2 separate regions of the Mus musculus genome follow, and region 1 is linked to region 2. A link is a contact called in public Micro-C data. All regions are on one chromosome and are shown on one strand. The core of a region is the stretch at or near the end of the contact, and the rest is flanking DNA. Distances in the headings are between cores, read along the strand shown.

Region 1 (7,233 bases), core at 1,373-3,872, 180 kb after region 2:
ATCCTCTGCCACATATGCAGCGGGAGCCATGGGTTCCTGCATGTGTACTCTTTGGTTGGTGGTCCAGTCCTCGGAGTTTGGGGGAGAGGGGAGGTGACTCGCCGATTGATACTGTTGCTCCTGCCACAGGGCTGCAAACCCACTCAGTTCCTTCAGTCCCTTGTCCAACTCCCCCATATGCTTAGTCCAATTGTTGGCTGCAAGCATCCACCTCTGTATTTGTCAGGCTCTGTCAGAGCCTCTCAGGAGACAGCCATATCAGGCTCCTGTCAGCAAGCACTTCCCAGCATCCACAATAGTGTTGGGGTTTGGCAACTATATATGGGATGAATCCCCAGGTAGGGCAGTCTCTGCTCTACACTTTGTCTCCATATTTCCTCCTGTGAATATTTTGTTCCCACTTCTAAGAAGCACTGAAGCATCCACACTTTGGTCCTCCTTCTTCTTGAGCTTCATGTGGTCTGTGAATTGTATCTTGGATATTCCGAGCTTTTGGGCTAATATCCACTTATCAGTGAGTGCATATCATGTGTGTTCTTTTATGATTGGGTTATATCACTCTGGATGATAATTTCTAGTTCCATCCATTTGTCTCCAAATTTCATGAAGTCGTTGCTTTTAATAGTTGAGTAGTACTCCATTGTGTAAGTGTACCACATTTTCTGTATCCATTCCTCTGCTGAAGGACATCTGGGATCTTTTCAGCTTCTGGCTATTATACATAAGGCTGCTATGAACATAGTGGAGCATATGTTCTTATTACAAGGGCTGGAGAGATGGCTAAGCTGTTAAAGGCTAGGCTCACAACCAAAGATAGAAGAGTGGCTAACATATCTCAATCTCCATTTGTCAATTAGCCACCGTGAGGACATGGTTCAGGTTCCTCATCTTATATAGTTTCTACGTATGGAGGTTCTCATTTGAAAGAGAAGTAATTTAAAGTGTTGTAAAGTTCCCAGATCACAGTAAGCATTGCACTCATATTAGCCATTTTTATTACCAGCTACCATCTCAAATAAGTAGGGCTTTTTTGAGAAAATGAATATTTCTGATTATGTGGGTTTTGTCATGATTCTAGTTTTAGGTAATATTTTATCTGAGCAGGGCCCCAACCAAACATAAAAATTAAACACATTTCACTTTCAGCATGGAGTCGACTAGAATTGACTCCTGAAATTAGTTATTTGAGAAGCACTTTATATTTTTATTATCTAAATTGTAGAAATAATGGTAAAGTTTCCAATGAACTGTCTCAAAAATATGCACAAGGGACTTCAAAGGTAAAATTACACTGAAGAGTTTGTGTCTTGCCAAGGAATAGTGTTCTATAGAGCAATGCTCTCATCTAATGTGTATAAAGATATAATTAAGACAACATAGTAACCCCCTCTCGTACTTTCGTGAGTTGTACTCTATCTTGTCAGAGGAAAGACAGCTAAACACATTGTCCTAACATGGTATAATGTCCTGTGGAAGATGAACACATGCAGTGTTAGAGTGTTTAGATTTAAGCTTTCATTTCATTGTGAGATGCCCTCACTCTGTAAGCCTTTGCTGGCCTCAGGAGCTTTTAGCGAGTGTATGTGCTTGTGAGTGTTTACTTTAGACATTAAAAAAAGAGTCTTTTATAAATCTCATTACAACTTTCTTTCTCCTACTCCTCCTATGTTCAACCTCCTTTCTTAATTCACAACTTCTTGTTCTTTAACCATTGTTAATACACACACACACACACACACACACACACACACACACACACACACACACACTGATGAGTCCGTGCAGTGTTCCTTGCATGGATATGTGTCTTGAGCTGACCACTTTATTGGATAACATTCACTATGACGGGAAAATATCTATGAGATCTCAACAACATGATTGCCTAAACAGGACCTGAACATTTCAACAAGAGTCGGCATCCTTGCGTAGATGGGAGAAACCTCACAGGGGCCATCTCTATAGAAAAAGCTATAGACAACAAACAATTTGAGGGAGGAAAGAGAGGAAAACAGAGACAGACAGGAGGGAGAGAGAGAGAGAGAGAGAGAGAGAGAGAGAGAGAGAGAGAGAATATTAAGCTTTGTAGATATTAAGGGAATTTTTTTTTTGCTCTCACTACTTGAGACCACAAAAACATGCTTTCTCATCTTAATAAAGTTAATAGAAAAAAAATGGCAATAGTACTGGTTGCTGGTCCCTTTGTTTCTTTAAGTAAATTAAATACAAAACACCTGTATTCAATGCAGGTGCCTAACAGAGTTTTAGAGAGGAAATAATTAAGGCCATTTTCCTCCTTACCAAATCAGTATCCCAAAAAAGAAATCCCAAGGGAGGACTAGTGTAAACACACGTAATCCAACACTCAAGGAGGGGGCTTGCGTTTCTGTCAAAGCACACAGCGACTTGCATTCAGACTTCAAGTACACAAACTCAGGGTGCCTCAGTTGAAGGATGCTGATAAAAACATCTTCTGTGAGTCATCCCAGTATGCAGTGTAAAAAAAAAAAAAAAAAAATGTTGAGGTCTTTCCTCAAAGTGTGAAAGGATATGGGAGCTATTCTCCCACCCACTGGGTGGGGTGGAGTGGCTGGATGTGTCACTGGGTGTGACTGCATGATGACACACCATGATGAAAATCCCAGTGGTGAAATTTCACTGTGCATCAGGACACAAGATTAGACCCCATTCCCCACCCCGTTCACATTCCAGCACAGAAATGAAAGGAAGCGGTAGAATGCAAAAGTGGGTGTACTGTCAGGGAGTCATTTTCAGCCCTTTGAGTTCATGAAGAGGTCTGGAAGACAGATGTATGTGAAAGGAATCATCCATCGCAGCCTCTCTCGCTCTTATCTGGAATGAAGAGACAGCTTTGTCATGCAGCTACCCAAGGCTAATCCTCTCCACTCCCTGCAATCTCCTCAGTCTACTGCCTGAGGACCTTTGAAGCCAGGATTTAAACCCCTAAAATTAGAAGCAGGATTATACTGGTTGCAGACTGCTGAAAAGCTTACCACTTCCTGGAAAGAGCAGGGAATGATGTCTGATTGTCTGTGGAGGGATAAACGGAGAGAGGGAATGTCAATTTTAAGAGAAATAGTGAAGGCCAACTTATCAGGTTCTCAATAAATCTGACTAGTCTTTTTCTGACACTCAGACATACTCATAAGATATATTTTCATACATAGAAACGTTACCCAATTGACTTGAGTGTTTGTTTATAAAATGCCCTATTCTCTTACAATTGATCCCTTCCTCCCTCACCCTCTCAAGTGCTTTCAGTATAGCTGGGTCAGCAACATAGTGCATTACAGTTTATCAGTGGTTTCTCCTTATGACTGCACAGCTATCGGGAGATGAAGTTCCCTGTCACCATCTATCAAGAGATATAGTACTCTAAGAGAGTGTAGTACTATATATTGCTAGCTCAAGTAAAGATCAAAATTCAAGGCATTCTTTTTAACAAATGCATATTACCTCCTACCCTCATGGAGTTGAAAGACAACATGACAAACCATTGGAAATCAGGCACCATCTGTATCCATTTTCATAAATCAAGGCCACCTATATTAGCACAGAGTAAAAATTAATAAATGTATCTTGGTAATTACATTTGATGCTATATTTAGACTATATAATGAATGAAATTCTTGTAAGTACCTGGAGCATAAGGACTATAAGATGACTTATTTCCATACCCCTTCCCATTGCATCATAATGAGGTCAACTGTGTCCATATGATTCCCTTTGGCCAACGAATGCGTATTATGAGAGTCATTTCCAAGCAGAAGGTTTATTAAACACTCTGAATGCTTCCATAAGCTCCTTTGTTTCACTTCTACTTAACGGTAATATTCTGGATATAAAAAGAATCACCAAGTGTGGCCAATAATGACAAGGGAACCTAAAGACCCTAGCCAATCATTGAGAAACCTTACGTGTGTAAGGGTATGACATTCCTCATTGCACTATAACCTAGCCAACCCAAACTAATTCGTACTAAGCAACGTTTCTTGTGATTTTTCAAGAGACCCCGATTTCCCAGTCACAGCTTTTAAGAAGCTTTATTTCCATTAAGTGAACGCCTTCGAAGCAGTTTTACATATCTGAAAGGCACTGAGGGGAAAAGAGAGGAAAGTCTAAACCTAGTGAAATCCTGATACAGCACAGATGGGAGGAGTCCCAGCTGTTCTTCAGCTTCTATTGTATGGATGCTTTCAGGAAAAAAAAAATAGTTTTGCATATCCCCTTCCTGATTCTTCACCGGGGCAAAAGCAAATTCATTACCTACAAAGTGCTAAAAAAAAATGATGCTTATTCTTAGTGCACTAACATGCAACTGAAGGATATTATTAAACTGACAAATATTTGTTAAAGCAAATAGGTAGAACTACAACTCCAACTTAATGAGACAAACATTTTGGCACTCCAGGGAATACTAATATGACAACATTGTGTTAATATCCAGCATCTTTCTGGGATTCCCAAAGGGACTCTTCTCTAATCATTTCCTTTGGCATTAATTGAAATATTTTTACCCACTTGTAATTTTTCTCCTGAGTCTGTTTCACTTTCAGAATTCATCATGTTACAATGACATCTGCTCATTTTCCATGTATGAATTAGAATGTGGGATTGATAAATTAATCTTGTTTTTCCTCTAGAAACAAAATGTTATCTCTAAAATTCCTTAAAAGTTACCTGCCTGAAGCCTGCAGCATTTGAAATTCATGTTAATGATGCAGGAAGAACTCTAAGCCTCATCAATGTCTCCTTAGATGGGGCATATACAATACCCACTGCCTTGAGTAGCCGAATCTGGTAACTACTGCTTAGGGTAGATACACTCTCAGAAATGCACATTTCCAGATAAAGCCCAGAAACTCCTTTTTTGAATCTGACTGGGAGCAGCCATTTTGCAGAAGAAACAACAAATCAGAATCTATGATGTCTCCCACACATCAGTTTCCTACTGTCTGTGGAGGTCATTAATCAGATTAACAGTAATGGGGACTCTTCTGTCTGTGAATCTGAGAGAAGCTAGTGAGGAATATTCTGAGGAGGGGCAGAATCTATATTAGCTGTGTTTTTGAAAGGAATACATTGCTATGAGAAATGTGAATGATCAAACTGGAAATGGTATAAAGGATAGTCAATAGTGGGTGCTCAGAGTTTTAAGAGCATCTATCAAAAGTACCTACTATGTGCTAGGAAGACTAGATATGTGTCTTAGGGTTTCAATTCTTGAACAAAACATCATGACCAAGAAGAAACAGGACAGGAACTCACACAGGGCAGGAACTTAGAGGCAGGAGCTGATGCAGAGGCCATGGAGGGATGCTGCTTACTGGCTTGCTTCACCTGGCTTGCTCAGCTTGCTTTCTTATAGAACACAGAACCACCAGCCCAGGGATGGCACAATCCAAAATGGGCTCTCCCACCTTTGATCAATAATTGAGAAAATGTTTACAGCTGGATCTCATGGAGGCATTTCCTGGAGGCAGGCTTCTTTCTCAGTGATAACTCCAGCTTGTGTCAAGTTGACACACAAAATCAACCAGGACAATATGAGAGGAGATGTTGGTGTAAGATGTTAAGCATGTTACCTCTGAGATGATATTAGGTATGCAAAAATATGTAAACACTTCTCTGGCTTTTTTATGTCCAGAAAGCAACTCTGGACATAAACTTATGACCGCCATGTTAATATTGTAACCTACAAGGCCAGTGATTCTGCCAAGGAGACATACTAGTGACCAAGCCTCTACATTAATTATTTCTTTCAATTATCACTATACATATACAAACTTGGTATCATTTCAAACCACCAAATGTGTATTAGAATATGCCAGGTAATATGCATATATATCAAGGTTTTCTTTCCACTCGAATGTCCAGCATCTCCTTAACCAACTAAATCAAGACCACAGTGTTGAGGTTCAGATACAAATATATTTAAACACTTTCCAGATGAGTTTACTACAACATGAACAACTACCATGGCCTCTGCTATTAAAACACTAGATAAATACATATAATGTGCATAATGTATATATACTTGTATGTGTATGAATATAATCACATTTCTATGAATAGATTTTCCACTTGGAATTTTTATTAATAAGTTGGAGAACTGTGGCTAAATATCTGAGGTCCTTTCCAGATTAATTATTCTATACTTCTATCTAAACACACTTCTATTCAAATGAATACTTCCAAGAGAATTGAAAATTAGTATGGGAATTTATGGCCTTAAAAGATCATTAATTGCGTAGGGTTTGTCTTGTCAATAGTTAAAATCTTGTGTGTTTACAGATCACAAAAACCCATGTCTTCCAAAATTGAGTCCACTAGGAATCCAGTCCGTGAATGACATAATCGCTCCAGAGCTGTCTAATGTGATGGATTAGAGAAGACAGGAAGAAGGGCAAGTCAATTCCAGTTAGGATCTGAAGTGATATAGAAGCCATTGCAGGGACAATTATGTAAAATTATGACACTCATTATTTTTACAATTACTATGCAGCCGCTATGCATTTTCTTCCCAGAAGATCCCTACAATGAAGAATTTCCCAAAGCCCCTCAACTGATACAGCTGGTTAGAGGAAGAGTAATAGAGGCTGGGACCTTGTAATGAGAAGAGGGCATGTAAGACAGGGGGGACATTTTCTACATTTAAAGGAGCAACCTAAAGAAAATAGATGTGGGAGAAAGCAGGTAAAGTAAGCCAAATGTCTATGTGGATTCATCATTTTAAAAACAATCCATAATTTTAAAAAGCATAACTTCTCCTGGGAGATAAGCTAAGCCCCAAGGAGAAAGAATGGAGAGAAAAAAGTCATTTCTATGTTTTTTCATTTCTATTTTTTAGAATTGCAAAATGAGCAGATAAGCTGAAATGAATGTGGCACTTATGTAAATGAAGGAAAATCTTTCTATATTGCCTGGACTGCCTGGCAACTCACTTTATATCCCCCAAGATAGTCTCATGCATGTTGAATACACTGACTTCAGTCTTCTAAGTGCTCTGAAGACAAACATTTGTACACAATGTCTGTAGACAAACATTGCCCCACCCAGATCACACCTTTTTTAACTTTTCAAATCTACTGCAAACTTGAAAGCCATATCCCCTAACACTATATACATTTAAAATATAAACCCTCATAACATTATATGTATTTGAAATACAATGAAAGTAGAGGTTTATTAAAAAAATTCAGACACATTTCATCA
Region 2 (7,438 bases), core at 559-3,058:
AGATATACCCTGTCTTAATATTTTATTATAGGGACACCAAAACAGGTCCTCTTGTTGATTACTAAGATTCAATGGCAGCTCTGCTCTATTTTCATGACCTTATTGAAATTCCAAGTTCTCTGAGCTTTATCATGTTAGAGTCCATAACTTCTCTAAAACCCAGTGGCTTTACCTTTTAAATATTTAAAAAGCTCCCAATCCACTTTCAAAGCCAAAGAAAGATGCATTTGTCATTATTCTTGTGAGATTAACACAAATAAATTTAGGTAGGCCCTAAAGCAAATAAAATCAGAGTATTCAGACAGCCGTATAAATAATTCTGAAAATATAAAAAAGGGAAATCAAAATGTAGTTCTATAGAAATCTGAATCCATTTGATTTATACTCCTACACAAAAAAATCACACTAAAGAATGTTATTCTGTACTCATACTTAAGAAATCAAAGTTGCATTTCACATAAAATACAACAGGTTTCATGTTAGAGATGAAAATATGGCTTAAAGAAATATATTAGATAATAACAAATCAAATAAATACATGTGCATATGTATGCATACACATCTATATGAGACTGTGATGTGTTTATGAATGTGCCATTGAAATTTAAAAAAAAAAAACAACCTGAGCCAATTAGGTTAGATAAGTTTGTTCTAACACGCCTCTAAATGCACCTTGTTTTAGTCAATACATTTAGCTATCTAAATCTTTAGAAAAGGACTACCTGTCCTAACATGTGTGTCTAACGTACCCCCAATGTTTTGCTCAAAGACTGACATTGCTCCCTCCTAAGCCATCTTGATACTTTGCCAACACATTTAAGGCAGCCACTTTCCACTTCCTAAAAGCTAGCACACATAGACTGTTAAAGTACCCAGAGCAACATGACCAGTGTCGAGAGAGCCGTGTGAGCTGTTAAAAGGTTTGCACTTCACTCCAGTCATGCAGGACCTGAGTCCAGAAACAGATTGCAGCTTATGGCTACGAGTCATGGGTAAGCTGGTGAGTCAGGCTGTGACCAGGATCGAAAGGCTTTATCCTTACATATGTTTCAAGCTGCAATGAATAATAAGCCTGCAGCATTGCCCTTTAGCTCCATTTCCCAACTCAGATGTGAATGATCTAATGTCTTTTCTGGCATAGCTCAGAGGTCTGTTGGTAACAAGTCTGCATTGCTGAATGTGTGCAATTTAAGCTATCAGTTGCTTTTGTCTTGGTTAGGCTTTGCCCATCTGATCTGCTTAGGATTAAGAGCTAGCAGAGTCAAAAGAGGTTGTTCAAACGATTAGAAATGTAAAATCTTATACGTGAAAAGTATCTGCCCATAAAGCAGAGATAAATGGTTTGATAGTCTCTCAGACATTCTTTGAATGCATTTCCTAAATGTGTTACTATAGAATGTACTTTGCAAGATCCTAAAACAAATGGACATTATAGATTCTGTCAGACTTTGAACATTTCTCAAGACAGTATCTTCATAGTCTTAATTTACTGATGTAGTAATTCAGTTACTTTAAAAAAATAATAAGAGCTATTGTCATCTTATACCAGGTATGCTGCAATTAGGATGTCACCAACAACTTTGCAGAATCCCATGTGACATATTCCCACCTAGATTCCAGAAAGTAGAGAGTGTCCTTGGGTTGGGGGTGGGTGTGAAAATCACAGGATTTTCTTAATGTTTTCATTCAGTAACCAAAACCATCTAGTGACTCATGTTATTGAAAAACACTCTGCTAAAGATGGCTCATTGCATTACTATTCAGCAAAGTCCACAGAGGCCAAGAAAGGCTGTCCTTAAATATCCGGGCAACTTTCCACAGAGGGTGAGAAACCCCACCCATCCCATAGATTTGTTCAGCCAGGTCCTGGGATGTCACTGGATAGTTGAAAGGATTTCACACGGAGGCCAGGGCATCCACAAGCCTTTGAAGAGGGCCCAGCTGTACCTGCTGCCCGGAAAGCTCACATAAGTGAGGGCTTCCGGTGGCTTGACATTCTCTCCTCAGGATTAGTGGAGACTCAGCTTTGAGCCATGGCTGGGCCTTCCTCGGTCCTAAGGGCAGAATGGAGCAGGGACAACTGAATGTTTGCTAACATAACTGCCATCTGCCACTGTTAAGTCTTATGGTGACAGAGTGCACGTTAATGCCAGATAGACTGAGAACATTCACCATCTGCTCATTGCCCTGAAATAAAATGAACTGGGTCATCTGGATTTGGAAGCCTCACTGGAATTACCGACATCTATTCCCAAAGTTAAGGATAGAAATTTTCCCCCAACTTTACATTGTCCAAGTCACTCAGAGAATTATTTTCTTATAGTAGGAAAATATAATTAGATAATAATTTATATATTAACAACAAAGGGTTTTCTGACACTTGAATTATTATATCGGTAAGCAGCGTTGTTATACATCAATATCCATCTAAATCCTTCTACAGGAAAGAGCAATACTAAATTAGAGATGATGATAACGCTTAACAGATAAAGAAACTTGCCCCTGGGATTCAAAGCCTGACCTGCTGAGTTTGACCCTGGAACCCACAGGAATGGAGGAAGCATGGCAGAACCGTCCTCACACGCCTGCACATGCTCCATGGCAAGCACCTCACATAACTAACACAATATACCTATACTTGTAATCTACATCTATGTCTACACCTATACCTATAATGCATATCTATATCTACATCTATATATCTTAATGACATATGTTCAAGTAGAGAATAAAAAATACATGAACCTTGTTGTTAAGCTAATTAAAGGCTTAGTTCTTTATTTCTAAGTACAGAGCAGAAGTAAATTAATAAAGAATTTCAGCCATCACACTGCAGTTTTAGGATTTAACTGAACCAAAATAGTGAGGAAATATTTTCTTTCCCTCAAGAGAGTGAAATAAAAAGGTAATTCTACTTCTACACTGTGAAATCAGCTCCTGGTTTTGTGTTTTGTTTTGTTTTGTTTTGTTTTTAAACTTATATCTCTCACCTACCAATCAACACTTCTCCTCTGTTCTGATATCTGCCAGTCTAGTAACAGACAAGTTCACTAGCTAGGTATTTAGGTTGGATCTCAGCTGAATAAAGGACATATGAGAGAAGGAACAGGAATAGAATAAATGATAATTTCAATTCATTATATTAGCCATTGACCGGAATTGTTGATCTTTCAAAGAGTATACCATAGCTGACTCTTTCCAAGAGTTTGCTTAAATTATATTAACTTGAAAAGAGAATTAACTACTTTTAATAACTGCTGAGCATCAGTCACAATCATATAGCTCATTTGGACCACCTTTCATGGAGAGGCTTCGAATATAACTAGTGGGGCTATCTTGAACTCCCATGAGATTTGGATTTTAAAATTACCATCCATGAGCTGGATTATCAATAAATTTTTTCCTAGCAATGTCTGTTTAGTGAACAACCCTGGGTTCTGATCTGCTCAGGCACTGAAGGCAAAGCAAGGAATACAATTGTATACAATATCTATTATTATGAAACTTTTAGGGACAGTAGAAATTTAGGCAGTAGAAATTTCTTCAGTTGCTGTTCCTTAAGTTTCTATCAATTTGAGCAGAATGTATTTCCAATTGCTATGAATGTAATAAGCCACTACTGTATGCTATACATTAAGTTATCATTTTGAGAAAAGACAAATAGGTTTAATCTTTCTTATTACTATTGTGTTTCTTTACATGAGACATAAAGATTACACATAAAAGCAAAGCAAAATCATAAACCACATAAAGTATTTCAGAGTAACTACCTTAACTACAATTTAAAGCAGACTTCTAGTTTTCTCTCACACAGTGTCTCATACTCTTCCTACAGCTTTGATCACCTATATAATGCTATTTCTAAGATTCACTTAATATATGTATTTTTATTCTCTAGCTGGTCCTAAAAGCTTCATAATAATAGATATTGTATATGATTGTATTCATTGCATTGTCTTCAGTGCCTGAGTAGATCAGAAACCCAGGATGTTCACTAAACATGCAGAGAGCTTCAAAAAGTATGCCATACTCATAGTCTAGTGAAATATAATTCAAAATAAAGCATAATTTAATTATTTTTCTTACTAACTTTTTATTTATTCCATGGTTTGTGAATATGTGTTAAATCCATATTATCTTATGGATGGATGTTGTTAAAATACGTATAATTTCTGACTGCATTTCTCTCTTGCTGTAGAGGGACAGTATTTAGTTATTAAGTTGTTAAATTATATATCATCATGACTGGGTAGATATCTCTGTTGGTAATGCATTTTCTGCACAAATGTAAGGACAGAGTTTGGAACCACAGAACCCATTTAAAACCTAAACAGGTAGTGAGGACCACTGAGCACAGGGTCTGGGAAAAGGAGTGTCTAAGCAGATAGCTAGCTAGATTAGCAGAGTGGGAAATCTCCCATTTCAACATGAGGATCCACCTAAATACAAAATATGGAATAATGAGGGACACACACACATCGTCAACTTTATACCTCCACATTCATGCTCACACGTATATGCCCACACACATAGAAACAGGCATATATGCATGCATACATAATACATGTATATACAAAATATCATAATATGTAAACACAACATTGCAACATGGGATAGTGTTAAAGAATAAAAGTGGCAATGGAGATTTCACCTACCCTTAGGAGCAAGGGAACAGAAACATCTAAGGAAATTATGATTTTTAGATAACAGAGAACATCAAGGCCAACTGACAGAAAGAAAATTGGTTTTCTGGATCATTCATAAGAAGTAAAGGCTACAGTGAATACTAAGCTGGCCTGTCCTCCCAAAAATGTTTGAAGTTAACATGAAAACTATATAAAAATACTATGTTCCTTGAGGTATTTTGTTTTCAACTTTATACATGTTATATTTCTACATTTTTAATCAAACCTTTATTCTGGATGTGTTGAACACTCTCTCTCTCTCTCTCTCTCTCTCTCTCTCTCTCTCTCTCTCCGTGAAATTTTGTCTTTGTAGCCATTCAATAGATCACAAACTGGATGTTATTTCAGAAGCATCATGCGCAAGTCAGAAGTTCTTCACATAACAATTATTTTCACACATTTAAGAAGATACCAGAAGAGACAAGCATACAAACCAGAGTAGGAAAAGAATCAAACCACATAGTCAAGCTGGGCGTGGTGGTGCACACCTTTAGTCCCAGCACTTGGGGGGCAGGGGCAGGCAGATTTCTGAGTTCGAGGCCAGCATGGTCTACAGAGTGAGTTCCAGAACATCCAGGAATACATAGAAAAACCCTGTCTTGAAAAACAAAACAAAACAAAACAAACAAACAAACAAACAAAACAACATAGTCAAATCATGTTCTACATTTAACTTGTTTTAAAAGAGAACATTTTCCTTTTTAAAATGAGTCACCATAGAGATAGAAGGCAGAAATGTGGCATACAAGTGATATATTTCTTCAGAATCATTAAATATTGTGAGAGGGGACTCGAGCCCCAGGCTACCTTGCCAGCAGAGTCTTGCCCAACACCCGCAAGGGCCCACACGGGACTCCCCACGGGATCCTAAGACTTCTGGTGAGTGGAACACAGCGCCTGCCCCAATCCAATCGCGCGGAACCTGAGACTGCAGTACATAGGGAAGCAGGCTACCCGGGCCTGATCTGGGGCACAAGCCCCTTCAGCTCCACTCGAGCCCCGGGCTACCTTGCCAGCATAGTCTTGCCCAACACCCGCAAGGGCCCACACGGGACTCCCCACGGGATCCTAAGACCTCTGGTGAGTGGAACTTAGCGCCTGCCCCAATCCAATCGTGCGGAACCTGAGACTGCTGTACATAGGGAAGCAGGCTACCCGGGCTTGATCTGGGGCACAAATCCTCTTCCACTCCACTCGAGCCCCGGGCTACCTTGCCAGCGGAGTCGCCTGACACCCGCAAGGGCCCACACAGGATTCCACACGAGATCCTAAGACCTCTAGTGAGTAGAACACAACTTCTGCCAGGAGTCTGGTTCGAACACCAGATATCTGGGTACCTGCCCTGCAAGAAGAGAGCTTGCCTGCAGAGAATACTCTGTCCACTGAAACTAAGGATAGTGCTACCCTCCAGGTCTGCTTATAGAGGCTAACAGAGTCACCTGAAGAACAAGCTCTTAACAGTGACAACTAAAACAGCTAGCTTCAGAGATTACAAGATGGCGAAAGGCAAACGTAAGAATCCTACTAACAGAAATCAAGACCACTCACCATCATCAGAACGCAGCACTCCCACCCCACCTAGTCCTGGGCACCCCAACACAACCGAAAATCTAGACCCAGATTTAAAAACATTTCTCATGATGATGATAGAGGACATCAAGAAGGACTTTCATAAGTCACTTAAAGAATTACAGGAGAGCACTGCTAAAGAGTTACAGGCCCTTAAAGAAAAGCAGGAAAACAGAGCCAAACAGGTAGAAATCATTAAAGAAAAACAGGAAAACACATCCAAACAGGTGATGGAAATGAACAAAACCATACTAGAACTAAAAGGGGAAGTAGACACAATAAAGAAAACACAAAGCGAGGCAACGCTGGAGATAGAAACCCTAGGAAAGAGATCTGGAACCATAGATGCGAGCATCAGCAACAGAATACAAGAAATGGAAGAGAGAATCTCAGGTGCAGAAGATTCCATAGAGAACATCGGCACAACAGTCAAAGAAAATACAAAATGCAAAAGGATCCTAACTCAAAACATCCAGGTAATCCAGGACACAATGAGAAGACCAAACCTACGGATAATAGGAATTGATGAGAATGAAGATTTTCAACTTAAAGGGCCAGCTAATATCTTCAACAAAATAATAGAAGAAAACTTCCCAAACATAAAAAAAGAGATGCCCATGATCATACAAGAAGCCTACAGAACTCCAAATAGACTGGACCAGAAAAGAAATTCCTCCCGACACATAATAATCAAAACAACAAATGCACTAAATAAAGATAGAATATTAAAAGCAGTAAGGGAGAAAGGTCAAGTAACATATAAAGGAAGGCCTATCAGAATTACACCAGACTTTTCACCAGAGACTATGAAAGCCAGAAGAGCCTGGACAGATGTTATACAGACACTAAGAGAACACAAATGCCAGCCCAGGCTACTATACCCGGCCAAACTCTCAATTACCATAGATGGAGAAACCAAAGTATTCCACGACAAAAACAAATTCACACAATATCTTTCCACGAATCCAGCCCTTCAAAGGATAATAACAGAAAAGAAGCAATACAAGGACGGAAATCATGCCCTAGAACAAACAAGAAAGTAATCATTCAACAAACCAAAAAGAAGACAGCCACAAGAACAGAATGCCAACTCTAACAACAAAAATAAAAGGAAGCAACAATTACTTTTCCTTAATATCTCTTAATATCAATGGACTCAATTCCCCAATAAAAAGACATAGACT

What was found. Hi-C and Micro-C count contacts between places; a contact is called where the count stands out from the background.
Region 1: a contact with region 2 is called in a Micro-C map of muscle stem cells, with 2.5 times the contacts expected there. The contact joins two enhancer-like sites. A contact is called at or near these places in 1 of 15 datasets of contacts at CTCF or cohesin (the NIH/3T3 cell line) and 4 of 484 Hi-C or Micro-C datasets (the C2C12 cell line, adipose-derived mesenchymal stem cells, muscle stem cells and 1 more).

Annotation. Positions count from the first base shown.
Region 1 is chr10:98,506,054-98,513,286 of GRCm38.p6, forward strand. No RefSeq gene overlaps it. Among named protein-coding and RNA genes, the nearest start is that of Gm34297, 28 kb to the right of the region's middle. Within about 2 kb of position 2,623, at least 61 of the 459 cell types and tissues checked have an H3K27ac peak or open chromatin away from gene starts, as enhancers often do. A contact at or near this core is called in the C2C12 cell line, the NIH/3T3 cell line, adipose-derived mesenchymal stem cells and 2 more, where this site is marked.
Region 2 is chr10:98,331,828-98,339,265 of GRCm38.p6, forward strand. The region is part of intron 4 of Gm8633 (predicted gene 8633); the gene reads right to left. Among named protein-coding and RNA genes, the nearest start is that of Gm8633, 16 kb to the right of the region's middle. Within about 2 kb of position 1,809, at least 82 of the 459 cell types and tissues checked have an H3K27ac peak or open chromatin away from gene starts, as enhancers often do. A contact at or near this core is called in the C2C12 cell line, the NIH/3T3 cell line, adipose-derived mesenchymal stem cells and 2 more, where this site is marked.